2 separate regions of the Sus scrofa genome follow, and region 2 is linked to region 1. Evidence: chromatin contacts called from public Hi-C data. All regions are on one chromosome and are shown on one strand. The core of a region is the stretch at or near the end of the contact, and the rest is flanking DNA. Distances in the headings are between cores, read along the strand shown.

Region 1 (4,742 bases), core at 859-3,358:
GGTGTGAGACAGGGGTCTGGGGCGTCCTAGTGGCAACTTGGCTTGAGAAGTTTTATCTCGCGGGCCCTTTCCCCATCAAAAAGCCAAAGCGCACGTGCCCTCCGCCCGGCCCCAGCAGGTTTAGAGTCGCAGCGTGCAAGAGAGGAGAGGGCGGCCCACTGGGAGTGTATGGGGAGCAGGAGCTGGCCTGGAAAGCCTTTTCATTTCTTTAGGGGAAAAAAAAAAAGAAAAAGAAAGAAAGAAAAAGTTTCAGAGTGTTGACAAAGCTAAGTCAGGCACCAAAGTAGCACAGAGGAGTGTCCATCACCGCGAAAGTGGTCTGGCGATGAAGCACGTGTTCCCAACCTTTGCCCTCAGTCTTCCGCGCCTCCAGGACGAGCGACCCCAAGAGGAGGGAATTGTGTTTATTTAGCGTTTAGTTCTGAGCCCGCACACGCTTCGGGTCCGCAGCCGGAACTCCTAGCTACCCTTTACTCAACGCAAATTAACGAAGACCAAAATGTAAGAAACGGAGAGTAAGTCAAGGCTTTTTAAAACGCGCGACTTCTTTATAACACTGCAACTACCTTGACTGTTGCTTAACGTCGGCTTGGCTGAAAAGCTTTGGACTCCATTCCCGGCCAGACTCGAGTAAGAGGCCCGTGGGCAACCCGCCCTTCCCGCCCCATGCTCCTGTCAGTCCCAGGCTGAGCCGTCGCCGCCTCCTTCTGGGGTTTTCAGGGAGACGCCCCTGAAACGCACTCCAATCCAGGTTCCCAGAGCTTCTCCTTACCTCGGGTCTGTTCCCCCATAGAAGCCGACTATTTTGGAAGAACCAAATAAAGAAAACAAAACCCCAAATACCTGCTCTGGGGCTCAGGACTCCCAAAGAATTGTCTAGGTGGAGAGAGGAATCCGATTTGGTAGTGCCAGGCACGGGGAGCTTCCAACGGTGTGAACTCTGCTTTGGACCGGGGCTGCTGTAGGCTCTCCTTGTCGGCCCCCTAACCTGGCTTGTGCATCCTAGTCATCCAGAGTGGCACTCCCGACTGCAGTAAGCGGAGGCAGAGTTCAGCGGGAGTGGCTCTGGGAACCAACTAGTCCTTCGGGCTTTGTATCTAAACCTTCCTCATTCTCTACCCTCCAGACTCGGCGTCAGGAATCTGAGCGTTTCCTTAGGGTTTTCCTTCCTTGCAAACTAACCGCTGTTTTCCTTGCTTCACTTAGAAAAATTAGTTACTTCTCGCTAGAAAAGGGAGATTAAGTGATGCGGCCACTGATTTTAGGTAAGTGGCAACCGCCTTTCTTTGGGCACAAACTTCACCATGTCACCAACTACCGGACGTTGGAAATACGCCCCGCCCTGTATATCACAACTGATGCAAGCTCCAGGTCACCCACGTTCGCCTTGCGTTTGGCCTCTGGAATCCACAAGGAGCCACCTTGCTCCCCAGTGACCCCGAGAGATTACGGCTACCACTCCAACCCGACGGCTCTAGGAGCAATAGTTGGATTCGCCGGCGCAAGGCAGGGGAATCCACCTCTTTGAAGTCACGGAAAGTTCTCTGCGTTTTCCTTAAGTTCCCGCCCTCGTGGAGCCCCCGGCTCCTCCCTCCAGCCTTCCCTCACTGATTAGCAACCCCATCCCCACCCCCGTCACACAGAGATGCAGAGGGGACATTCACTGCTCACCTGGAGGGTCTCGCCAGTGCCCCGAGGCACCCACACTCGCGAAGGCCGAGAAGGGGAGGTGGAGGGAGGACCGTATCTCACAGGCCAGCGGAGAACGCTTGGCGGGTAGGAGAGGAGGGTGCCTCTGAGAGGGACCCTCCCTCGGGCCCGCCCCCCCCTCCCCACTACGAAGACGCCCCCAAGGAGTCGCGCGCCCAGCCTGGATCGGCTAGGGTAGCGGTGTGAATGGAGCGGCCGACACTCCTGACTCCTCCTCCTCCCCCGCTGCCGGCCCCTCTTATTTGAGCTTTGAGAAGCTGGGGGCAGCCAGGCAGCTGGGGTAGGGAGTTCAAGGCAGCGCCCACACCCAGGGGCTCTCGCAACTCGACCGCCTATCCGCTCCGCACTTCCCGCCCTCCCTCCCACTCATTCACCCACCCACCCAGAGCCGGGACGGCAGCCCAGGAGCCGGGCCCCGCCGCCTCCTCACCGCGATCCTGGACTTCCTCCTGCCACAAGAGCCGGCGTCCACGTGTGCCCCGGAGCCGGCGCCTTCGCACTCACTCCGCTCCGGGCCTGGGTGCCTTCAGCAGCCCGAGCAGCTGGGGATCCGGGGCCCGGGAAGCATCTGGGCCAAGTTAGGCGCGGCGGAGTCGAGCGCGGAGCGTCTGCAAAGCCGGAGGGGCCGCGCAGCGTCCGGTGCTGAGCCACAGCAAATGGGCTCCGACGTGCGGGACCTGAACGCGCTGCTGCCAGCGGTACCCTCGCTGGGTGGCGGCGGCGGTTGTGCCCTGCCGGTGAGCGGCGCTGCGCAGTGGGCGCCGGTGCTGGACTTTGCTCCCCCAGGCGCCTCGGCTTACGGTTCCTTGGGCGGTCCTGCGCCGCCGCCGGCTCCGCCGCCACCACCCCCGCCGCCGCCGCCCCACTCCTTCATCAAACAAGAGCCGAGCTGGGGCGGCGCGGAGCCGCACGAGGAGCAGTGCTTGAGCGCCTTCACTGTCCATTTCTCGGGCCAATTCACCGGCACAGCTGGAGCCTGTCGCTACGGACCCTTCGGTCCTCCTCCGCCCAGCCAGGCATCCTCTGGCCAGGCCAGGATGTTCCCCAACGCGCCCTACCTGCCCAGCTGCCTCGAGAGCCAGCCCGCTATTCGCAACCAGGGTAAGGAGGCTGGGGAGCGCCCCCTACACGCGGGGCGGTAGCGACTGGGTTGCGACCGCGCTCCGGCACTCCCCTGTGCTGCTCCTTCCGTGACCCCAATTCTTATCCAGCTGCCTATCCTAGGGCAGTGAGGGTAGAGGAAGCAGCAGCTGGGGGAGAGGAGGCCCAGGAGAGGGAGTCCTTGGCATGGGCCCTTGACATCTTTCAGAGTGGGGAACCGAACTCTTCGCATGAGGCGGGAGGTTATCTGGGACCCCGCAGACCCGGGGAGATTCTAAGACTCTTCGTCGTGGTAATGGGAAGCGGGAACCAGTGCAATATGTGGCTCTGCCTCGGGGGAGGATGTTTTGTTGCTCAAAACACCATCAAACTTGCCAGTCACTGGACTTTTTAGATATTTAGACTCTGAATTTGGAGTGGGACCAGCTCAGGGTGAACAATCTATCCAGGGGCCACACTAGCCCTTAAGACGATGTTGGTGCACATTAGAAACACAAGTACCTTGGAGCACTAGAATGAGCAAATGAATGAACTAGCGACTGAATAGAGGCTTTTCTGGACCCATGTCCGTGTCCGCGTTTGGCTCCAGGCTCTGGTAGTGTAGAGGTGGGTCTCTCCCGGACTTCAGCTCAAGTCGTGGGCACACGGGCTCCAGGGAAGCTCTGGAAGAGAACCCCTTTTATCCGATTCCGAGCTCTGCGGGATCCCGTCCTACCACAGGCAGTAGAATGAGGCCCAGGCGTCTGCCTGACTTTCAGCCCCCCTCAGGAACCTCCTTGTTGTCTAACGCGGGTCTTAGCTGGCGGAAGACTTTTTTTGCAAGCCTTGGAGGTTAGAACAAGGACAGGTTTATTTATTTCCGTTTTCAGTCATGGTACATCGAGGGACACAGTAGTTTTCTCATTCCCAGCAGGCGTCCACTCTCTTTTCTTTCTCAGGGACCAGAACGGAACCAATCAACCTCAGTATTTTGATTTCTAAATTTATTCTACTTAGGTTTTTGCATTTTTGTAAGCCTAAAACCAGTTCGGGTTGATTCGATATGTTAGGAAGTGCTTTAAGATACGCAAGAGCGGATGCTTTTTCTGGAGCAGAAATTCTCGCGGGCCTAGGGACTGGGATGTTTCTGGAATGCGTGGGTTGGGAAGAGCAGAGTGTGTGCAGTTTGCAGGATGTGCCGGGGGCTTCCAAGCCACAAGAAGGGCCCTGTTCTTCTCGCCTTCGCGGACACAGTCTGAACGCGCTTATCTTGAGGCTTTTCCTACCTTAGCCCAGCCCCAAGCACCTGGCCCCTCAGAAGTCCTGGCGAAACTGAAACCGCTCTCCTCTCCTCGTTGGGGGAATCCGGGATCCGTGTCCTATTGAAGAACCTGTAGCCCACCCACGAAATTCCTCCACCCTAGGTCTTTTGTAAATGATATTAGTTTCGTATTAAAGGTATTGGAAAAGCTCAGTGTCAATTGCAGAAGCTCTAGTTCTCTGATGGTGCCACCTTCAATTAGCAGGCTGGTGTTACCTTTGGCAAATCTCCAGGTCTGTTTCCCCATCGGTAAGAGGAGAGCCCAGACAGGGCATCTTGGTCTTTGAGTCTGACTCCACATTCTGTACCGCAGAAACAGAGGTCCGACCTTTCCCCAGCTTGGGATTCTAAATACAGAAGGCAGCGACCACCTAAACTTGACTGGACCGAGACTGACAGGCAGGTGTGTGATGTGAGTTTCTGTGTGGACGTGTGCTATTTGGAGACTCTTGAGAAGCCATTTGATCTTCGTACCCCCAATGCAAAATACTACCATTATCATATTTGAGCCCTTCTAGGATCTGTGGGGTTATTGGAACCTGGACTTTGTGGCTTTGGTTGGATCCATGTGGCCAGCATTCTACAGGGCAGTCTGGTGCCAGAATCCCATCAACCTAGCCTCAGAGGTGAG
Region 2 (4,742 bases), core at 637-3,136, 85 kb after region 1:
GTCCCCATGAAACAACCCATCATTCTCACCTCCACGCAGCCCCTGGTAACCAGTACTCTACCTTATGTTTCTACGTATTAGACTATTTTTGGCACCTTATATAAGTGAAATCATATGGTATTCGTCCTTAAGAAAGTGTATGAAAGGTATAATTTTTGAGAATATACCTATCTAAAAATTATTTACTTTCTCACTTACTGATAATTTGGCCGGATATAGAGTTCCAGGTTGCATGTACTTTTCCCTTTTAATCTTGAAGGCACTGCTTCAGTATATATACCATTTAGGATCACGGACTCTGGAGCAGGACTGCTTGGTTCAAATCCCAGCTCTACCATTTATTACTGGTGTCATTTGGGCAAGTTACATAGCTCCTTTGTTCCTCAGATTTCCCACCTGTAAAAGAGAGATAATAGTAGTAACTATTTCTATAAGGTTGTTGTAAGGATGAACTGTAAAGCACTTAATATAGCACAACATAAAGTCAACCTGAACTACTCTAGTCTCTCTGCAGCTTCTAGTGCTGCTGTCAAGAAGTATGAAGCTGTTTTGATTTTTGATGCTTTCTAGGTCACTCATTTCTTTTTCTTTACAAGTTGCTTAAATCTGTTTGCACCAATATTTTGAAATTTCATAGTGATGTTCCTTTATGTAGGTCTATTTTCACCCATTCTGGGCACTCAGGAAGTCCTTTCAATCAGAAAACTTGTGTCCTTCTGTTTGGGGAAATACTATTGATTAATTAACTAATTAACATTATATTTAATGACAGCCTCTGCTCCATTTCTGGAACACCTATCATTTACTTGATGTGGTCTGTCCTTTATTTTTTACCTATAACTTTTATCAGTCATTTTTTTTTTCACATAACGTTCCAAGAGCTCTGCCTTTTTCTCATTTCCTTTTTTAAAAAAGCAACCCAGCTTGTTCTTGTTTCATAGATGTACATATTATTTTATCTGAAAATTTTAATGAAAAAAAACCCTCTGGTTTTCTTCTCCCTTAATAGCCTTGGTGTTTTGCTTGCTCTTACTACCTCTTTAACAGTAGAATCTTTCTTCTGACAGCCGGTGATTCTTGAAATTTGCAAAGTGGGGCCAAAAAAAAAAAAAAAGGGGGAAGAAAAGAAAAAAAAAGCGCTAACTGGAGCTTTTAATTGGAAGCTGTCTGTGTATAGATGGGGTTTGTCAACTCTGGGCTTCACCACAGAGAGTGATCTTATTGGATCTGATCAGGAGCATGTCATGTCAGTATTTTTTCTCTTTGGCCAGATTCACCAGAGAAGAATCTGACAATCTTCTCTCTGGAGGATGTATGTTAGTTAGGCTTCCAACCTGCTGGAAAAGAGGGCTTGGGCAGTATTTAAATTTTCATTTAATCCTCTTGTTTTTAATGCACTTAGCCTCTCCAGGGAATAAACTTCCCATCAAACAGGGCGCCAAGCCCAGAAGATGCGCTAGGATGACCCACTTTGGAGCGGCTTGTGCGGAGCCCAGTGTTGCCAAGGCGGACGTTAGCTTTCTAACCTTCTTGTCTGTCTGGCTGCCTGTTTCCTGAGGCCACTTAAAATTCATGGAACTCCCTTAGAAAGCAAGGCTGTCAGGCTGGAAGGCTACACAGACCCTGATAATGGGCTTTGAAAAAAATGTAAAATTTTTTACATTTAAAAAATGTAAAACAAACAAACAAAAAACACCCCACAAACCAACAAAAAACAAACAACAAAAAGGCCATAATGCTGTTTGGTCCATGGAATACAAAATGGCCAGTCAAAATTTGGGAGTGCATTTTTGTGGGGGGGGGGTCTCTGTTCATTTCTGCACCTCAACCTTTTGCGGCCTAACAATGCTCCTCCTTCTGAGGGCTGTCTTCTACTTTGAATACCCTAGAGTTTGACCAAAGCGCCAGCTGACCGAAACAAGTAGCCAACGCCCTAGCATAAGGCTGGGCCGGATTCGGGGTTCAGGCTGCGCGGTCAGGCTCTCGAGCTCTCGCACGAATTTTCTTGCGAGCTGCAAGTGGGGGCGCCGCCGTCGCGGCTGAGGGGCCCAACTGCCTTTTGCAGCGCCCTTCGGCCACCGGCTGCAGCCCTGCTTGGCTCCTACCCTTTAGGGTCAAGGGTCGCGGGCAGCGAAGCCCCAGGGGACCGGGCAGCCCCGCGTCCCCGGAAGCGCTGGCTCTCGGGCTCGGGCTGCCGCGTTCCTGGCCGGCGCGCTTGAGCGCTCTGCGGCTCAGGCCTCCCCGTCACTGGCGACCTGCCCCCGCCAGGCCCGCTCCGGTCCCTGGAGACGCGAGCGACACCGGCCGCCGAGGGTAAGCGCTGAGCGACCTACGTATGTTCTGGAAGCCGGCGCGGGGCCCGGGAAAGGTCGGGGTCTCGGGCGGCTCCTCTAAGCGCCCGAGGCGCAGGCCGCCGGGGTTTCAAGTTCAGGGCGCGGCGACTGCGCTGCTTCCCTTCCGCTCCTTCTCTTCCGCCCTACAGAGCGCGGTGGGTCTGGGGGCCTCTCAGCGCGCGGGGACAACGCCCCTGCGCGGCACCGGGCGGCCACGGCCCTGGTCCCCGGCTGTTTGCCGCTGCCGCCCCACCCCGCCTCACTTTCTGTCCTTGTCTACCCTGCCCGGGCCCAGCCCCGCCGCCTGCCCTTCTCAACAAGTGCAGCCCCGCTCGCCCGGCTGGGACCTGGCGCCTGCTTTCTCTTTGCTTAGTTCAAGAAGCCCCTCTAGAAAACACACCGGAGGGGGGAGCTTTGGGTCAAGAGAAGGCTTTTTTTTTTAATCTAAAAAGGCCTTCCTCCTGCGCACCTGGTTTTAATAAGAGCCTGGGGAGAAATATGGCCGGGGGCCTGAAGGATCCCCAAGAAATTCTGTCCAGGGAAAGAAGGGTGCACGTGGATTGTACGTGAGCAGACGCACTCACTGTACGTTTGTAAAGACCTCGTGCACTTTTCAACTTTAACTGTGGCTTAGAGAGGTTGTAGGTGGTGGTGATACTAGACGTGGGAAAGAAACGTCAGTTAAAAACACATTTATTAACGTTGAGGACAAGGAGATCGCACAGTTGTGCACAATGTAGTCTTTTCTTTCCAGCTTTAATAACAAAAAAGGAAAATCGAAACAACCCTGCCCCAGTCCTATACGCCCCACCTGCCTAGTCCATGTGCCCACGTATTTTTCTTTTACAGAGTTGCATTTAGAGGTACTCAGCATTCTTATTTCCAATCCTGGAACAAGGGAGGTGAATTACATCCCAGCAGAACGGAAGTCTTCATTAGTTCTGAGAAAAAGATCTTTCAGTACATGAGCTGGAAGTTAAAGATTGTATCATGCTTTCAACCTATGTTATAAAAGTTTAAAGGATAAAGGACATGAAAGGCTTTTTTAAAAGACCCTTGTGAGACATATAAATATATGTCCATACACATTCTTTTTGCATCTTCGTTTAAAGCCAAGAACAAATTTTCCAGTATAGCTCTTTGATCTTTGGACTCTTAACTTTACCTTGTACTAGAATTTTGAGAACACTAATTTTTTGTCAAACATTTCTTAAACCCCTAATCAGCATTAAATCAGAGACCTCAGGGTTGTACTGATGTTCTCTTTGCTTGGAAGGGTTTCCTTTTGCCTTTGCTTTGCTAGCTCCTCCTTATTCAGATTGCTGCTCCAATGTCCATTCCCCACCCTGAGCCCATACAACAAAGATGTTTTATTTTCTTCAAAGCATTTACCATGATCTGAAATTACTAATTTGATTATTGCCTGCCCCCACCTCAATAATATGAGGAACCTTGCTGTTACACTTGCTGTTATATCTTAGAACCAACACCCAGGGTCTACCAGGACTCATATTTAGTAAATACCGGGGGAAAAAAGTTTGCAATATAGAGTATAGCCTTGGGAGCATTTGCTAAGTGAATGTGACCCTCAAGGAAATGTCCCCCGCCCTTTGCTTTTTCCCCTGGGTAGCTGGGAGGCAGCTTCTGTGACCTGCTGGCCCTTCTAAGGCCCCACCCATGGTGACCCACCAGCCCCAGGAAGTAAGCCTCGGAGGCAGCTGGGGCCTCAGGCAGATTTTTTGTTTTGTTTTTTATTTTTTGTTTTGAGTCCAGATCTTGGACTGGAGAGCGAGTGGGGTTCTCCCCCAGAGGCCTGGGACTGCTGGCTGCACAAGCCCCCTGACCCTTTAGCACTTCCTAGGGCTTGGCTGCATGCATGAGGTTCGAAGGTTCATGGTGGGAGCTGCTCATGAAAGATGCACTGTTATTGTTGGACTTCAGACACAGGGAATAATTAGGGGAGTGACATGTGCTAAAATCGAGGTCTTTCCTTGTGGGCTGGGTCGCTCACGGAGCTGTGACTGGCCTCTTGCTGGCAAAGGCCATGGATTCCTGTGGATTCCTCTGTGGTTCACTTCTCAAGGACGCCTTGAGGAGGAAGAGGCTGGGAGTGGGGGCAGACAAGTTTGGAATTTCCCGGGGTTCCTTGGGGATTGATTGTTGTTGAGAACCACCCGGACGATACCAAGGTAGAGCATCGGGGTCTCTTTGCCTTTCCTCAAGGCCACACTGGGCTCCAGGGTCTTACCTGCACGGTGATTGGGCAGCCGGGGCAGGACCCAAGGTATTGGGAACTGCCGGTTACCACCAAGGAAGAACCTTTCCCTTAAGCTCTACAGGGCCTGGCATGGCATGGCGTTCGGCACATGACGTGTGTTTAGTAAATGTTCATGATGTTCGTTCAGGTAT

The links. A called contact is a pair of places that touch in the nucleus more often than the background predicts.
Region 2: a Hi-C map of omental adipose tissue shows a contact between it and region 1, with 1.6 times the contacts expected there. The contact joins the promoter of LOC100737821 here to the promoter of WT1 in region 1. A contact is called at or near these places in 5 of 47 Hi-C or Micro-C datasets (embryonic fibroblasts, fetal heart ventricle, heart right ventricle and 2 more).

The regions. Positions count from the first base shown.
Region 1 is chr2:28,409,813-28,414,554 of Sscrofa11.1, forward strand. It overlaps WT1 (Wilms tumor 1), which reads left to right and starts at 2,109. Exons shown (of 10, transcript NM_001001264.1): 1 at 2,109-2,811. The coding sequence starts at 2,367. It overlaps LOC102161978 (a long non-coding RNA gene), which reads right to left and starts at 1,800. Exons shown (of 4, transcript XR_002341531.1): 1 at 1,672-1,800.
Region 2 is chr2:28,495,136-28,499,877 of Sscrofa11.1, forward strand. LOC100737821 reads left to right here and starts at 1,887. Exons shown (of 11, transcript XM_021083225.1): 1 at 1,887-2,313. LOC102162727 (a long non-coding RNA gene) reads right to left here and starts at 3,931. Exons shown (of 4, transcript XR_002341532.1): 1 at 2,334-3,931; 2 at 199-396.